Linked DNA regions of Canis lupus: region 2 is linked to region 1. The links are chromatin contacts, called in public Hi-C maps. All regions are on one chromosome and are shown on one strand. The core of a region is the stretch at or near the end of the contact, and the rest is flanking DNA. Distances in the headings are between cores, read along the strand shown. Region 1 holds the start of PLEKHO2 (pleckstrin homology domain-containing family O member 2). Region 2 has its middle 12 kb from the start of ANKDD1A.

Region 1 (7,417 bases), core at 2,796-5,295:
AGGGTCTTCCTGGATGGAAGAATGAAGAAGTGGGAGACTTGTCTACAGGCCAGTTATGAGCCACCCTGACCAGAGAAAGAGGGGACTTCAGCACGCTTCAACCCTCTCACGTCCTATCATGTACCACTCACAATACCAGAGACCCTGTGTTCAGCCCCCATTAGCTAAATGACCAGCAGGGGCCTCATCCCCCTCAGTGAACCCTGCAGGCTGGCCCACGCCCAGTGCTAGGAGGAAGAAGTGGGAGATGTATAACCCCATGCCACACTTCACACCCCTCCATCAGCAACTACAATGCTGTTGGCCACTTCCTAGGTCTGCTGATTCTCAGTCTCTCTGGAACAAAGCAGTAGAGACTGCAGACCATGAAGCTCCTGCCTGGTTTCCCACTGCTGAGCTCCAAACTTGCCTCCTGCTTTGCAGGGGCCCACCCACCACCCCATGGGATCTCACACCCCTTTCTGAACTCCCTCCCTTTGTGACCTCCCCTGCCTGCTTTACCCACTGTCTGACCTGTGAAAACTTCCTGTCAGCTGGAAGTTCCCGAGGGGCAAGACTGGAAGCTTGTGCCTTAACCACTGTCCTCTCATGGGGTGTAGCAGAGCGGCGCCCAGTGAATACTATGACTGAGTCAGCGAAAGAAGCAAGTCCAAGGCCTTTAGGGATGGGTGGCAACAGGACGGCACTGAGACAAGAAGTCACTTGGGGGATAGAGGGGAGTGACAACCGAGGGGCTGGAGGTAGCATGAACCAAAGCCCAGGGCAAGGTCTCCTTGTCAGGAATCAGCCTCCCAAAAGGGAGGCCTGGCTGAAGACCAGAATCCCGCTTGCCTGCCACCCTCTACCCTGGCCCTCTCTCTGCCCCTCAGACACTCCCACCAGGGGGCCTGGCTATGCCCCAGTAAGTTTTAATAAGTGGTCCCTCCCCCTGGCAGGGCTCACAGGGAAGGTTTTGTCTTGCTCAGCCCAGTTTCTCAGCCTCCTCTCTTCTTATTGACCAGCTGACCACTGCTCTTCCTGTTTCACCCTCTCTCTTCCTACCCATCCTCACTCAGACCTTCCCCTGCCCACTGTGAGCAGCTTCTGAGGCACCCCTGAATACCAGCCAGGCTCCACTTTGTCTGAGGTGGGGGGGATCTCTGGGTCATTCCTTTAAGAAAAAGATGCCAGTCACCCTAACCCTCTGCACAGAAGGGAACAGGTGGAAAGCCACAAGACAGGCCATGACAGACAGATAGAGACAAGTAGAAGAGACCTTGCTGGCACCTCACATCACAGGTAGCTTAGGACCTTTGCCCTTTAACTAAACCCAATTATGTACTGACCAGACCCCGCTAAGAACCCACTGGGTCAAAGGCTGGGATGGGGCAAACAAAGAGGAAGCATACACTCTCTACCCAGAAGCAACTTCCAGTCTGATGGGGGGCAGCATAGATCCTGCACAAGAAAAGTCCTCAGTGTGGAGGTGGGGAGGGCATCCCTTGCCTGTGCAGGCTCCAGCCTTTTGGGGGGAACACAGGACCTACCCAAAGGGAAACCTCAGCCCTAGCTCCCTGGTAGTAAGGGCTTGGGGTGACCCACAGGAAAAGGAAGGCCACAAAAGGTATCAAAGACCCTATACTCAACCCCTTCACTATCGAATGAAAAACTATAGCCCAGAAAGGGCAAGAGATTAGCTCAAGGTCACAAAACCAGGGCTGGGACAGGACACTGCCCTGCCTCTCTCTAGAGGGATATGGGCAAATGGGCAGCCCGGAGCCACTAGAGGCTGAGCCAAGGAAAGTCATGACTGTGAGAGGGAAAGGGGGGCAAGGAGAGAACCCCAGGGCAGAGACAGGAAAGAAAGCCTTGGTTTGGGCTTTTACAACCTTACTCCAGTGGCAAAAACAATATCCCACGACATCTGCAGTTTTAAAAACTTTTGCATGTGTATCATCACGTTTGTGGATTGCCCACCTCTCTGATTTTATGGATGAGGAAACTGAGGCCCTGAGAACTCAAAGGCACAAATGCCCAGTGCCCAGACCCACAATTCTTCAGTAAGCCTCAGACTGACGAGGACTACCAAGCTATTGCATAGAGGAGGCAACTGACGCTCAAGGGGCTTGGCACCAGGGTAGCTGGGGCACCAGAAGGAAGCTCTAAGCTAGGGGGAGAGTAAAAACAGCTATGTGGGAATAGGGTGATGAGGCCAGCCTGAGGTCATGGGGCAGAGCAGGTGACTATGATCTAAGAGGTGGTTTAGAGAAACAAAGATGGGCACTGAGACTTACAGAAAAAAGAAGTGATTAGAAGAAATGGGAGGAAGAGAATTAGGAATGCCTAAGGGGAGGTAGGAGATAGGGAGCCCCTGACTATGAGGGGAGGAGGTGAGCAAGACCTTAGATGGCTCAGGTATGTGGGGAGCTCTTGGCATCTGGGAGTCAGTAAATGGCAATATTAGAAACTCAGAACCAGAGCGAGTACAGGGCTGGGCTGGGCTGACCACGAGACAAACCATCGGCCCAGGAGGCCCCAGGAGAACTTCCCTTAATTGGGGGCCAGAACAGATCAGGAGATGGAGTAATCCTGTCCCACATCCTCTGGGAGAAGGGGAGGGGCCACAACCAGACAGTCCAACCCTCAGCAGGGGCCTGGAATGGGGGAGGGCAGCCCCACCCCTGTCAGCAAGAAACCACAGCAAATCATAGTGGCCTAACTTTGCCCCCTACTTCCACCCACTCTGAGGGAAGGGGACACAATCACACAAGACCTGGAGAGGAGGCCAAGCCCTATATTTCATAGAAGAGGAAATGCAGGCTGAGAGGGGAAGTGACTTATCTACCATCCCACAGAAATGCAGGGCCTGGCCTAGAGGGAACCCTGACAAACAGTGGCCCCGGGGGAATGGGGAGGTATAACTGATGGAGATTCAATGTGGTCCACCAAGGGCTCCCCAGCCGGCCAGGGTTGCCCCAAGAGTGAAAGCTTCATCTTTCCTCTCCACCCTTCCCGGCCTACACATCCCCTTCCCTAGAGCTGGGAGGGGCAAAAGCTGAGAGCCCCTCAGGGGACAAGAAGCAGTCCTTGAGACTCCGCAGGTCCTGGCTCTAATTTATTCATTCCACAGGTATATATTAAGTGCTCACATTGTGTGCTTCTATGATGGGGCTGCTGGGAGAACTGAGTTTACAAGTGAAGGGGTAAGGGGGTCATGAGTGCCTGACCCTACTCCAGACTAAGAGGGTCCTGAGGGGGAAGAGGACAGATCAAGAGGCCTCACTGCTGCTCCAGTCTCCCAGCTGCTCCAGGGAGTTGGCCCTCCCAAGGACGTGGGGAAGGCGCGGGCCTGGATCAGCCCCTATGTGGGCCTGACTCTGGGGCAAGGGAGAGAGCAGGGGAAAGAGGGTCACAGGTACTTACAGAGGGGAGAGAAAGGCAACTTCTGAACACGGTCAAGGAATCTTGAGACAGGGACTCCAAAACCAACAGACCACCCCCCCAGGATCAGACCTGGCCAGCACGGGGTGTGAACCGTAACCGGGTTCGAGGCCAGTAACCCAAGCCACTTCCAGCAAGTCGTTAACTGACCAGCGCCTCAGTGTCTCCGTCAATCCAATGGGAACAATAACCACCGCGATGCCCACAGTGGGTGAGCGAAGCCAAAGACAGAACGGAGGAGGCTGGGTCTGCGAAGTGCGGGCCGCGGAACCCTACCCCGGCCCCTGCTCCTCCTGCCTAGGCTCTGCCCGGGGAGGGGTGGGGGTGGGGGTGGGGGTGGGTGTCCGGAGTCCGGAGAGAGGGAGGCTGGTGGGAACAGGGGCCTGAGCCTGCGACCTCAACAAAAGTGAGGGGCCCGAAGACCCCAGCCCCGGACCCCCGCCCGGCCCGGCCCGGCCCGGCCCTCACCTCCTCCTCCATCGCGAGTCCGCTCAAGCCCCGCCGCTCCGCCGCTCACTCCCCGCGCCGCGCGGGTTCCGCCACCTCCATCCACAGCAGCCGGGCGGCGGCTCTCTGCGCTCTGTCCCGCGGGCCGCCGGGGGCCCAAGAAACTTCGGGGGGGCGGGGTTGGGGGCGGGGAGAGGCTTCCGGGGGCCAAGGGGCGGGGCCCGGGGAGGGGAGTAGCGGCGCTGGGAGGCCCGGGGCCGGGGCGGGAAACGAGGGGGCGGGGCCTGTGTGTGGGCGGGGCCCGGGCGGGGAACGAGGGGCGGGGCCTGGCGGGAATGCGGGGGCGGGGCCTGTGTGATGCGGGGGCGGGGCCTGTGGGGGCGGGGCCGGGGCGGGGCCGGGCGTGGGTTTGGGGACTGGACCCAGGAGCCCGCACGGAGGAAGGGGGAGGGACGGGGCGGAGAGAGGTTTCCCCGACCCGCCCGGGGAGAGGGACTGGGAGGAGACAGAGGGTGCGGGGACAGGGCGGAGGGAGGGGGAGGGGGCTTCCGGCCAGAGGCGGACGAGAGGGACGCGGGCGGGGCCCGGGGGCGGGCCCGGGTGCGGCAGGACCGGCGAGTGCCCGAGGCGCCGGCGGCTTGCGCCTTTGAGGTTTGCAGACCCTGGAGGGCTGAGGTTGCCCGACTAGCCCGCGCCGTCCTGGGCGGCCCAGAGACGGGGGCACCGAGAGGCTCCTCCTCTTTCTTCCCCGACGCCGGGGCAGTGGCGACGACCTGGTCCTCCTCTTCCAGGAACCTCCTCGAAGGGCCGGGCCTGGACCTCGCGTCCGGTCCCGAGAGTCGGGTAACGGGAAGACTTGGGGCTGGGAGTCTGGACTTCCGAGGTCCCTTGCGGGGGGCGGGGCGGTCTACCGCTGCTTCTCAAGGGGTCCCAAAATGCAGTGTTGTCTTGCCCTCGTTGGACATTGCTCAGAGCTGTTCTCCCTGGTTCCTATATCGGAAGGTCACCCTCCACCTCCCACCCCCATCCAGCGGTGATCCTCCAGCCTCAACAGCCTTGCTGGGGTGAGTGTTACACCGTGCGCCTTCATTTTACACTTGGAGAAACAGAGGCCCAGAGACAGGAAGTGGCTACATCCCAGCCTCCAGCACCATTCCTGCCCACCCCAACCCTTCCTTCTGCGCGCCTAGCCAACTCTACCCAAGCTTGCTTCAGCAGAAAGAAGTCTAAGTGGGATCAATGGTGACCTCCTTTGGCTCTGGCTGCTATAGCAGCAGCTGCACAGTTGGCCAAGTTCCCCTTTCATTGCCTTCTACTAGCCCTCAGGTCCCCAAGCCACTTACAGCCCTATATGGAAAAGGGTAGCCTTGGCCCAAGGGGGAGGAAGATAGGAGCATACTTTTTCTTTATGCCTGGGCCTGGGTTCCTTCATCTTAAAGGATGAGGAAAATCCAGCCTAGGGATCTGAGAAAGTCAATGTATGTGGCAACCTCTTGCAGCTACCACAAGGTTTTATTCCTTCAATGTGGTTTATCCCTGGTGGTTTACTCCCTGTCCAGAGCTGGGCACCTCATGCCTGAGGACTCAGAAGATCCTTTATCTGGAAAGTCAGATTCCATCTACAGGAGACCAAAGACCCTGAGGAATTCATGTTGTGGCACAGAAGCAGCTCATGGTTGGGGTGGGGTAAGGTCAGTTTTCATATCCAGCAAGTTCCACCACTTTTGAGAATAAGCCACTGATAGCCACTTTGGCATCAGTTTCCCCATCCAGCCCATGCCAGCCCTCTAGTTGTTGCCTCCACACCACATGCATTCATCCAACACAAATATTTTATTCGCCTTAATTGTTTGTCAGGCTTTACACTAATGGCTGAAAGATAATGGCAAGGCTCAGAGTCCCTGTCCTCTATCAGAAGAGAAAGGCATGTATGTAAACAGATGAGAAAACCATATATTAAATGTGAAGGTAAATGTACATAGGAAAAGCACCAAAATCAGGACAAAGGGGCAAGACAGGCATTGTAGGCAGAGGGGAGAGTATGAGCCATGGCAAAGAGGCATGAAACAGTAGTGTGAGTGTAGGGCAGCCAGGCTGGAGAAGTAGAGTTCAGTGTAGACAGGGCCTTGAGGGCTTTGTTGAGAGGACTATATTTTAACCTCGGAGCAATGGGAAGTCATTGAACATTTGTTTGTGGAGGTGATGGAGTCTGTTTTGCATGTACATCACTTAGTCAACAAAACTTATTGAGGGCCTTTGAAGTTGGGTGCCTTCCAATACTTTATCCTGGCATTTATCTATTCACTCAAAAGAATTTAGGGAGCCTCTGTCATCTGTTCACTGTACTAAACTCCTCACATGTATCTCATTTAAACTTCACAAAAGTGGGATGCCTGGATGGCTCAGCGGTTGGACACCTGCCTTTGGCTCAGGTCGTGGTCCCCGGATCCAGGATCGAGTCCTGCATCAGGCTCCCTGCGAGGGAGCCTATGTCTCTGCCTCTCCTCTCAATCTGTATCTCTCATGAATAAATAAAAAAAAAAAAATAGGGGATCCCTGGGTGGCGCAGCGGTTTGGCGCCTGCCTTTGGCCCAGGGCGCGATCCTGGAGACCCGGGATCGAGTCCCACATTGGGCTCCCGGTGCATGGAGCCTGCTTCTCCCTCTGCCTGTGTCTCTGCCTCTCTCTCTCTCTCTCTCTCTCTCTGTGACTATCATAAATAAATAAAAATTAAAAATAAATAAATAAATAAATAAAATAAAATAATAAAAAACTTCACAAAAGTGGATAAATGACCCATGAGATAGATACTATTGTTATCTTCATTGAACAGATCTTGAATCTGAGGCTTAGACCTGTTTCAGGTCCCTTGATTGGTGAGAGGTAGTGGAAGGAATCAAACCTCACCTGACTCCAGAGGCTGTGCTCTCTACTAAATATTTTGGCAGCATTGTATGAGTAGGCACACAGGATCCAGGCCCTGCCTTGGAGGGCTGCAGAGCCAGTAGGAAGGCGGACAAGTCTTTAGAAGGGCTCTGATGAGTGTACAGCGTGTGGTGAGAGCTCCTCACAAGAAGGGCTGGAGTGACTGAGTTGTATTCCATTAGGATGGACATCTCACAAAAGCAGAACTGATAGAACAGCGTGACTTGCTAGGGGAACTGTAGGCACATTTGTGCAGTCGTGTGTAGCAGGGGTGGGTGGGGAGGCAGGAGAGGCTCAGAAAGGTACTACCGAGGAGCCCGCAGAAGCTAGAGCACTATGGACCTTGAATGCTGACCTCAGGTATGTAAAATTCTTCCTGCAAGTAGCAGGGGGCCATTGAAGCATCAAAGCAGGGTGGACACGATTTTTATTTTAAAACCTCATTTTCATGACTGCTGTGTGAAGAATGGTGACAAGAGCACTAGAGACGGGTCAGCCCCCTGGGTGGGAAGTTGTTACAGAAAATCTAGGTTGGAGGTGATGGAGCCTGAACCAGGCCAGTGGTTATGAGGATTGTAGGGGCAGATATAGATTCAAGAGACAGTAAGGGTGGGATGGGAGAAGG
Region 2 (7,417 bases), core at 2,824-5,323, 54 kb before region 1:
TTACTGTTTTGAAGTCACTTGGAATATATATATCCTCTCTGTAGTTTTGCTACCAACTCAACATACATAGGTTTGGGGGGAAAAATGCATAGGTTTGTTTCATTTTTGCTTTTTTAAGTGTTAATTTTGTTTAGTAATTATATAAAATATTTATAGTTTCAAAGTCAGGTCAGTCTCTGAAGGTTGTCACAGTCAGTTGTCATAGACCAGCAGCTTCCAGCTGGATGTTGCTCTTCTTAATTCATAGCTAGCCTTTCTCCCCATCTGATGACCCTACTAGCCAACAGCAGCCCCAGGCGACCACAGATGCTCAGAGACAGGCCCTGAGGCATCTTCTATGTAGAGAAAACAGCTTCCTATACACCTCCCTGCAACTACCCCCGTGGTTCCATCTAGGCAGCTGGACACACTTAGTTTCTAAGATTGACTGGCCAGTGACTCCTCTGATCCCCCAACTCCCCTACAGTCACTGTCTTCACCAGCTCCTTCCACAATTGTACAAAGCAAATTACTATAATAAAGCCCCCATCCTGTAATCTCAGAGTGATTCTGCTCTTCAGTTGAATCCTGGCTGACACAATAACCTTTTCTTGTTGCTTACCCTTATAATCTTTATTTTTTGTATTTATTTTAAGATTTTATTTATTTATTCATGAAAGACACAGAGAGAGAGGCAGAGACACAAGGCAGAGGGAGAAGCAGGCTCCATGCAGGGAGCCCGACGTGGGACTCCATCTGGGGTCTCCAGGATCACACCCTGGGCTGAAGGCAGCGCTAAACCGCTGAGTCACCCAGGCCGCCCCCCCTTATATTCTTTTTTTTCTCCCCTTATATTCTTTAAATCAATCACACGTATGTATATGTAACATGACATAGGTATATTTTTTTCCTTTCCTACAATAACATACACAACTGTCTCATCTCACCTTTTTTTTATAACAGCTTTATTGAGATATAAGACACCATACAAATCACACATGTAAGTGTACAATTCAGTGGTTTTTAGTATTGTTCAGAGTTGTATTATTATCACCATTAAATGTTAGGACATTTTCATCACCTAAAAAAAGAAACCCCATACCTTTTAGCTCTCACCCCACTTTTGCCACCACCACAGCCCCCAGCAACCACTACTCTATCTTGTCTCTGCAGATGTGCCTAGTGTGGACACCCACATTGCTTTACTCACAGAACCCACCCGGGCGATCTCTCTGCTGTGGTATGTCACAATCCTCCTTGTCCCTTTTGCAGTTTCGTGTCCTTCATTGTGTGGCTTAGTTGACCAGTCCCTGCTGATGGACACATGTCCTATATCCAATCTTCAGCTATTACAATAGAGTTACAATGAACAGCCTTGTGCATGTATCATTTGGCTTTTTTTTTTTTTTTAACCAGTGCATCTATGGGATCTATTCTTAGAAGTGGGGTTGCTGTGTTAAAGGGTAAATGTACATGTGATTTTGCTAGTGATTGCCAAATCCCTTCCACAGAATCTGTACTATTTTGCACTTCATCAGCAATGTATGAGAGTGCCTGTTTCCTCATAGCTTTCCCAACAGAACATGCTGTCACACTCGGATTTTTGCCAATCTGATAGGTAAAAAATGGTAACTCAGTGTAGTTTTAATTTTTGTTTCTGTCATTACAAGCAAAGCTGGTTCTCTTGTCTATGTTTAAAAGCCATTTTCCTTTTTTATTGTCCTGAGAACAATCTGTTCTTATTTCTAGCTCATTTTCTTTATGATTATTGGCATTTGCCTTAAGACAATTTTAAGACAACTTTTATTCCTTGTCTTATTCATGAAGTAATGTTTGTTCATTACCAAAAAAAAAAAAAAAAGGTTAAAATACAAAGAAAAATATAGCCATGATTTATATACTCAAAGATGACACTGGGAATCACTCATTATATGTTAGTTCCTTTCTCTTTCTCTCTTTCTTTCTTTCTTTCTTTCTTTCTTTCTTTCTTTCTTTCTTTCTTCTTTTTTTGAGTATAGTTGAGTATAGCTGACACACAATGTTACATTAGTTTCAGATGAACATTATCATGATTGGACAAGTTTAGACAGTTTATAAAGTTATGCTATGCTCACCACAAGTGTATCTACCACAGCTAACTAGCCCCATTCTTTATTTTATTTTATTTCATTTCATTTCATTTCATTTTAGAGAAAGAGAGAGAGAGAGAACGTGAGCAGGGGAGGGGGCAGTGGAAGAGGGAGAAACAGACTCCCTGCTCAGCAGGGAGCCCAACATGTGGTTCTATCCCAGAACTCCCCCCCCACCTCACACCCCACCCCTGGGATCAGGACCTGAGCCCAAGGCAGACGATTAACCAACTGAGCCACCCAGATGTCCCAGTTAGCCCCATTCTAACAAAAGGAAAAAAGACACACACACACACAATGGCAAAATATTTACTGGTCAGGTGCCAGCTCTTGGAAGCCAGAGGCTGAACTGGTCTCTCTGCTTGGAGCATCAGCCCTTCAAGGGGATAGAGGCCTGGAATGCCTGGAGATGGGAATGGCAGAGGGTTCTGACCAAGTAGGGTCAGGAGTAGCCAGTGGACAGCCCCTGGAGAGGTGCCACTACTGGAATGGGTAGTTTTAGTGTTGCTTACCCAGAAGGGAAAGGTAGATGGAAGCAGCCCTAGCACAGGGCTAAGAGTGAGCTCCAACCTTGTTTGTTCTGCAGTGCCCAACTCTGTGACCCTGGAAAAGTCTCTGCCCATCTGTTCACAAGGAAGTAGGCCTGGATGGTCCTTTACTCCCTGCCCAGGAAAGTATTGTACTAAGACAGGATGAATAATTCATTAGAAGAAGAAAACATTGATTAACTACACAAAGGAAGGCAGGGCTGTTTTATTTTTCAGCCCGCCCCCCAAACGTCAAAACTTAGACCCCATCTACACATCCCAACACTTGCTACTCATGTCTTCCTGAGTCTAGTCCCAGCTCTGCCACTCTCTAGCTGTGTGACTCTGGGCAAATCACTAAATCTCAATGTCTTCACCTATGGATGATCCTTTTTTATAGGGTCATTTCAAAATACCTAGAGCAGTCAGCGGCGCACAATGAGTGACTCATTATGGTGGTAATTATTACCTGCCACCTATCCCTACTGAATCATCTTGATAACCCCGTGGGGCAAGAACTAGTAAATCTGAGCTCCGTTTTACAGAGAAGGCAAGTGAAGCGCAGAGGTTAATGACTCGCCCAGGGACACTGCGAACAGGAGAGTTGAGAGTGGAATCCAGGTGTGCCTTTTCCGAAGACCAAGGTGACGTAGGGTGGTCCACCTGGCGCTGCAACCCCCAGGTGAGGCCAAATATGTCTCTTCGGTCTGCGTCCCCTGGGGCACCCTGACTCTAGGGTGCTCTCTCTCTGTCGCCCAGAAAGAAAGCGTTTTGGGAGGAAAATCTCAGGAAACAGTGCAAGCAGCCAGACGCGAGGGAGGCACGCAGCAGCCGCTCCGCTCGGCCCAGCTGCAGTTCTCGAGGCCGGCACGCGGGGGCGCCAGAGCCGCCCAGAGCTGCGGGCGGCCAGTACCGTAATTTCCTCCCGTGTGCGCACGGCAACCCCGCGGAGCGAGCGGCCCGGCAGCTGCGGCCTGACCTGGGCTAGGCCGGCTCCGCCCGCCTCGGAGGCGGCTCCGCGCGGAGCAGCGGCGTCCCTCCCGCGGGCTCCGAGTCTCTCGGAGCTGGACCCCCACGCCGGCTTCCTGCTGCTCTGTTTTCTGAGGTTTTCCCCAGAACGGCGGCGCAGATCGCTGAACGCCAGGCAAGGACTTGGCCCCCGGGGGGCAAGGGGTGCAAGGGGGCAGAGTTGCAGGGGTGTAAGGACCGGGGTGGGGAGTGAACTGCGGGCGGAGTTCCCACTCCCCTGACCTTCCCCTTCGCCGAAGGCCCCCCCGAGAGCCTCAGGCCTTGCCCCCCCCCGAGCGCAGATACAGTAACGCTATTCACACCGAACAGCTGGCAGTTGGCTCTGCGTGCCCGTCAGGGGAGCGTGCATTTAATGCACAGCAGCACGGGGCAAGTGCTCAACTCCCAACTTCCAAGGGCCTGATCTCCCGGAGGTGTTTGCTGGAGGAGGGCGGGGCTGACCCGGAGCTGTGGGCTGGGAGGCGAGGCTGCGCGGGTGCAGAGCTGGGCGGAGGGGGCGGGGTGCCACCTGGACCCGTGGGGTCTGCCTCCCAGCCTCTGTCCAGAAGCAGGGCCCATAGCCCGGGGCTCTGGCTGCCCAGGGTTGGGGCAGGAGGGGCTGGGGCTGGGGGCATGAGAGCAGAAGCCCAGCGAAGGGAGGAAAGGGGAAGTTAAGAGTTTGAGGCTGGAGCTGGGCAAGACTTTTGTTCTCCAGGCCTCAGTTTCCTCATCTGGAAGGTGGAGATAATAATACTCCCGCATGCTAAGGGCTACTGTGAGAATTCAATGAGTCAGTGTTCTAGAAAATGATCTGTAGCCAGTGCAAAGGCTAGGCAGGAAACTTCGATGGAGACCTCCCTGATTGTCTCAGACCCCAGTGCTGCTCATTCCTGGGGGCTCCCAGAGCCCAGGGTCCAGCCTTCTGTGCCAGCGCTCTAGCCTTGATGGAGTGACTATTTTACAGCTACTGCCCCAAACGCTATACCACTTTGCACCCCTCATCTCTACCAGACTGAATTTTTCAAGACAGACATGGTGGCTGATTCATCTCTGTATCAATTCAAAAACAAGGCCAGATAATACTTTGCAAAATGATACTAAAGTCCATCTAAAAAAAAATAATAAATACGAAGAGACAGTAGAATTGTGAAAACAAATGCAGTGGGGATGGGACCAGATAGTGAAACGATTTGACTATCAATCTTTTTTTTTAATTGTACATATACTTTACCCTGAACTCCATTTGGAAGAATCTACACCACAGAAATAATAGCCGTACTAGGGCAAAAGTAAATGTGCAAGGACAATTGCTGCAAAATTGTCTGTAAATGTAGGAAACAACTCAAGAGTCCACCAGTAGGGGTTGGTAATCATTTTGTAATATATGTAAATCAAACCATCATGCTGTATGCCTTAAACTTAAACAGTAATGTATGTCAGTTATTTCTCAATAAATCTGGGAAAAAAATTAGAGGATGGTGAAATAAATTGAGATGAAACCATACAAGGCGATACTGAACAGTTGTTAAAAAATAAATGAAAGGGGGAATCCCTGGGTGGCTCAGCGGTTGAGCGCCTGCCTTTGGTCCAGGGCGTGATCCTGGAGACCCGGGATCAAGTCCCACATCAGGCTCCCTGCATGGAGCCTGCTTCTCCCTCTGCCTGTGTCTCTGCCTCTCTCTCTCTCTCTCTCTCTCTCTCTGTGTGTGTCTCTCATGAATAAATAAATAGAATCTTAAAAAAAAGAAAGAAAGAAAGAAATGAATGGATCTGTAAGTGCTGAGGTAGGAAGTATGTCTAAGAGATAGCAAGAAACAGAACAGGAAGCATAGCATGTGTCCATTTCTCTAAAAACATTCTCCTACCACTGCCTTCAACTCTTTGTCAAATCTCCCCTGCCTGTCTCAGGATGGCAATCTGTCAGAGCCTTGGCTTTGCAGTCCCTTAAGGATATTAAAAGTCTGGTCCAACTCAATTTAAATTCAGGCTCTTCACATCTTAAAGTATATATTGCATAGATCCATGCCAGGTTTATAATATTAACACATTTATTTCCCACTACAGCCCTCTGAAATAAGTACTAGGATTATCATCCTCAATTTACTGATAAGGAAATGATAGGATAGAGAGGTTAAACAATTTTCCCAAAGTCACACAGATCACAGATGGTGGAACCAGGGTTTACAGTTTCAGAATTCATGCTCTTAACCGCTCTATGTCACTCTAGGCTTATAGGACGGCAAATGGCACCTTTTCTTGGTTCAGGCTTTCAGTAGGTACCATATATATCATGAACTAGGTATATTAGCTTTTCCCCTAATGAGGCACAGACTGATTGTTTCTAGTTTTGTGCCATCTATTACAAACATTGCTGCAGTGAACTTCTTTGGTCAGATGTTTTTGTACATCGTGCAAACATTTTGGTAGGTTAGATTCATATTGAAGTGAAATTGCTGGGTCAAACGGTAACTTTAAATTTGGATGGCTGTTCTAGATATCTGTTGCTGTACGACAAATCACCCCCAAACTCAATGCTTAAAACCACTGTTTTATTTTATTCACAATTTTGTAGGTGAGGAATTCAGAAGGGCTCAGCTGTATGGTTTATCTTTGCTTCTCTGCCGAGCTGGCTTCATCACTCACATGACAAGGCCTCAGCACTTCTTGACCTCTTTCTCCGAGTGATGTCATATCCTCCAGGGTTTCCCTATGTGGTTTGGGCTTCTCATGGCATGGTGATGGCAGGTCACGGAGGTTTAGGTAAGAGGCAGGAAGCAGAATCTGCTGGTCAAGTTAAGGGATGTGCTGGGAACTAAAATAGTATCACTTCTGCTAGATTTTATTGGTCAGAGAATTTAAAGACAGGCCCAAATTCAAAGGAAGGGATCACCAACCCCCTGTCTTTATGGGAGAAGTGTCAAAGAATTTGTGCCCACCGTTACCATAGTAACTGTTTCCAAATTGCCCTCCAAAATGCTGGAGGTAATTTACTGTTCATCTAGAACTATTCATTTATTTACTGTTCATCTAGAATTTTTCTTTCCTTGTGAATTGCCCATTTTTAAATTTGGTTACCTCTTTTTCATATTGACTTCTAAAATGTGCATATTAAGGAAATTAGCTCTCTGTCTGACATTCTGTTACACATTATTTTCCCAGCGTGTGGCCTTTTGGCTTTGTTTTTTGATAATTTTCTCCATTTGGGTTAAAAAAATTTTTTTTTACGTGTTCAAATGACCAGTCTTTTACTTTAAGATTTTTGGATTTTGTGTGGTGTGTTCCTTCCCTTTTCAGAATGTTCCTGCTAGTTTCAAATGTTTATTTTTCCAGAGGAAGATTAATATCATTTTCTGAGGCTCCCTCCCCGCAATCTTGTTGGTATTTGGATTGAAATAGCTTTCAGTTGACAAACCCCTTAGAGAAAATGTGCAACTTTATATTTGGAGGGCAGGGCTGATCATTACCTTGTTTTGAGTCTTCTCTTCTGTAGGACATTGAGGATTATTGAGGGGGTGGCTGTGCTATCTCAGGGAGACCCAGTACCCCAGGCACCTGTGGGAGAGGGAGCCCAAGAGCCTAGCAAGGGGCACCCTGGGGTCAAGTGGGCCCTGCACAGGCCAATCCCTGAGAACACAAGGCTTGGCCAAGGGATGCCTAGAACACAACCCAAAGCTACAATTCTGGAGCTCCATGCAGGGTGAATTCAGGCTTCCCTAAAGGAAACATTCCTCAGAGGCCCAGGAGAGGGGCCAGATGTTCCCTCAAAGAGCTGAT

What was found. A called contact is a pair of places that touch in the nucleus more often than the background predicts.
Region 2: a Hi-C map of blood shows a contact between it and region 1, with 5 times the contacts expected there. The contact joins the enhancer-like site here to the promoter of PLEKHO2 in region 1. A contact is called at or near these places in 5 of 9 Hi-C or Micro-C datasets (amygdala and blood).

What each region holds. Positions count from the first base shown.
Region 1 is chr30:29,661,403-29,668,819 of UU_Cfam_GSD_1.0, reverse strand. PLEKHO2 (pleckstrin homology domain-containing family O member 2) reads right to left here and starts at 4,045. Exons shown (of 5, transcript XM_038580711.1): 1 at 3,889-4,045. The coding sequence starts at 3,900.
Region 2 is chr30:29,715,152-29,722,568 of UU_Cfam_GSD_1.0, reverse strand. No RefSeq gene overlaps it. Among named protein-coding and RNA genes, the nearest start is that of ANKDD1A, 12 kb to the left of the region's middle. Within about 2 kb of position 4,073, at least 12 of the 20 cell types and tissues checked have an H3K27ac peak or open chromatin away from gene starts, as enhancers often do. A contact at or near this core is called in blood, where this site is marked.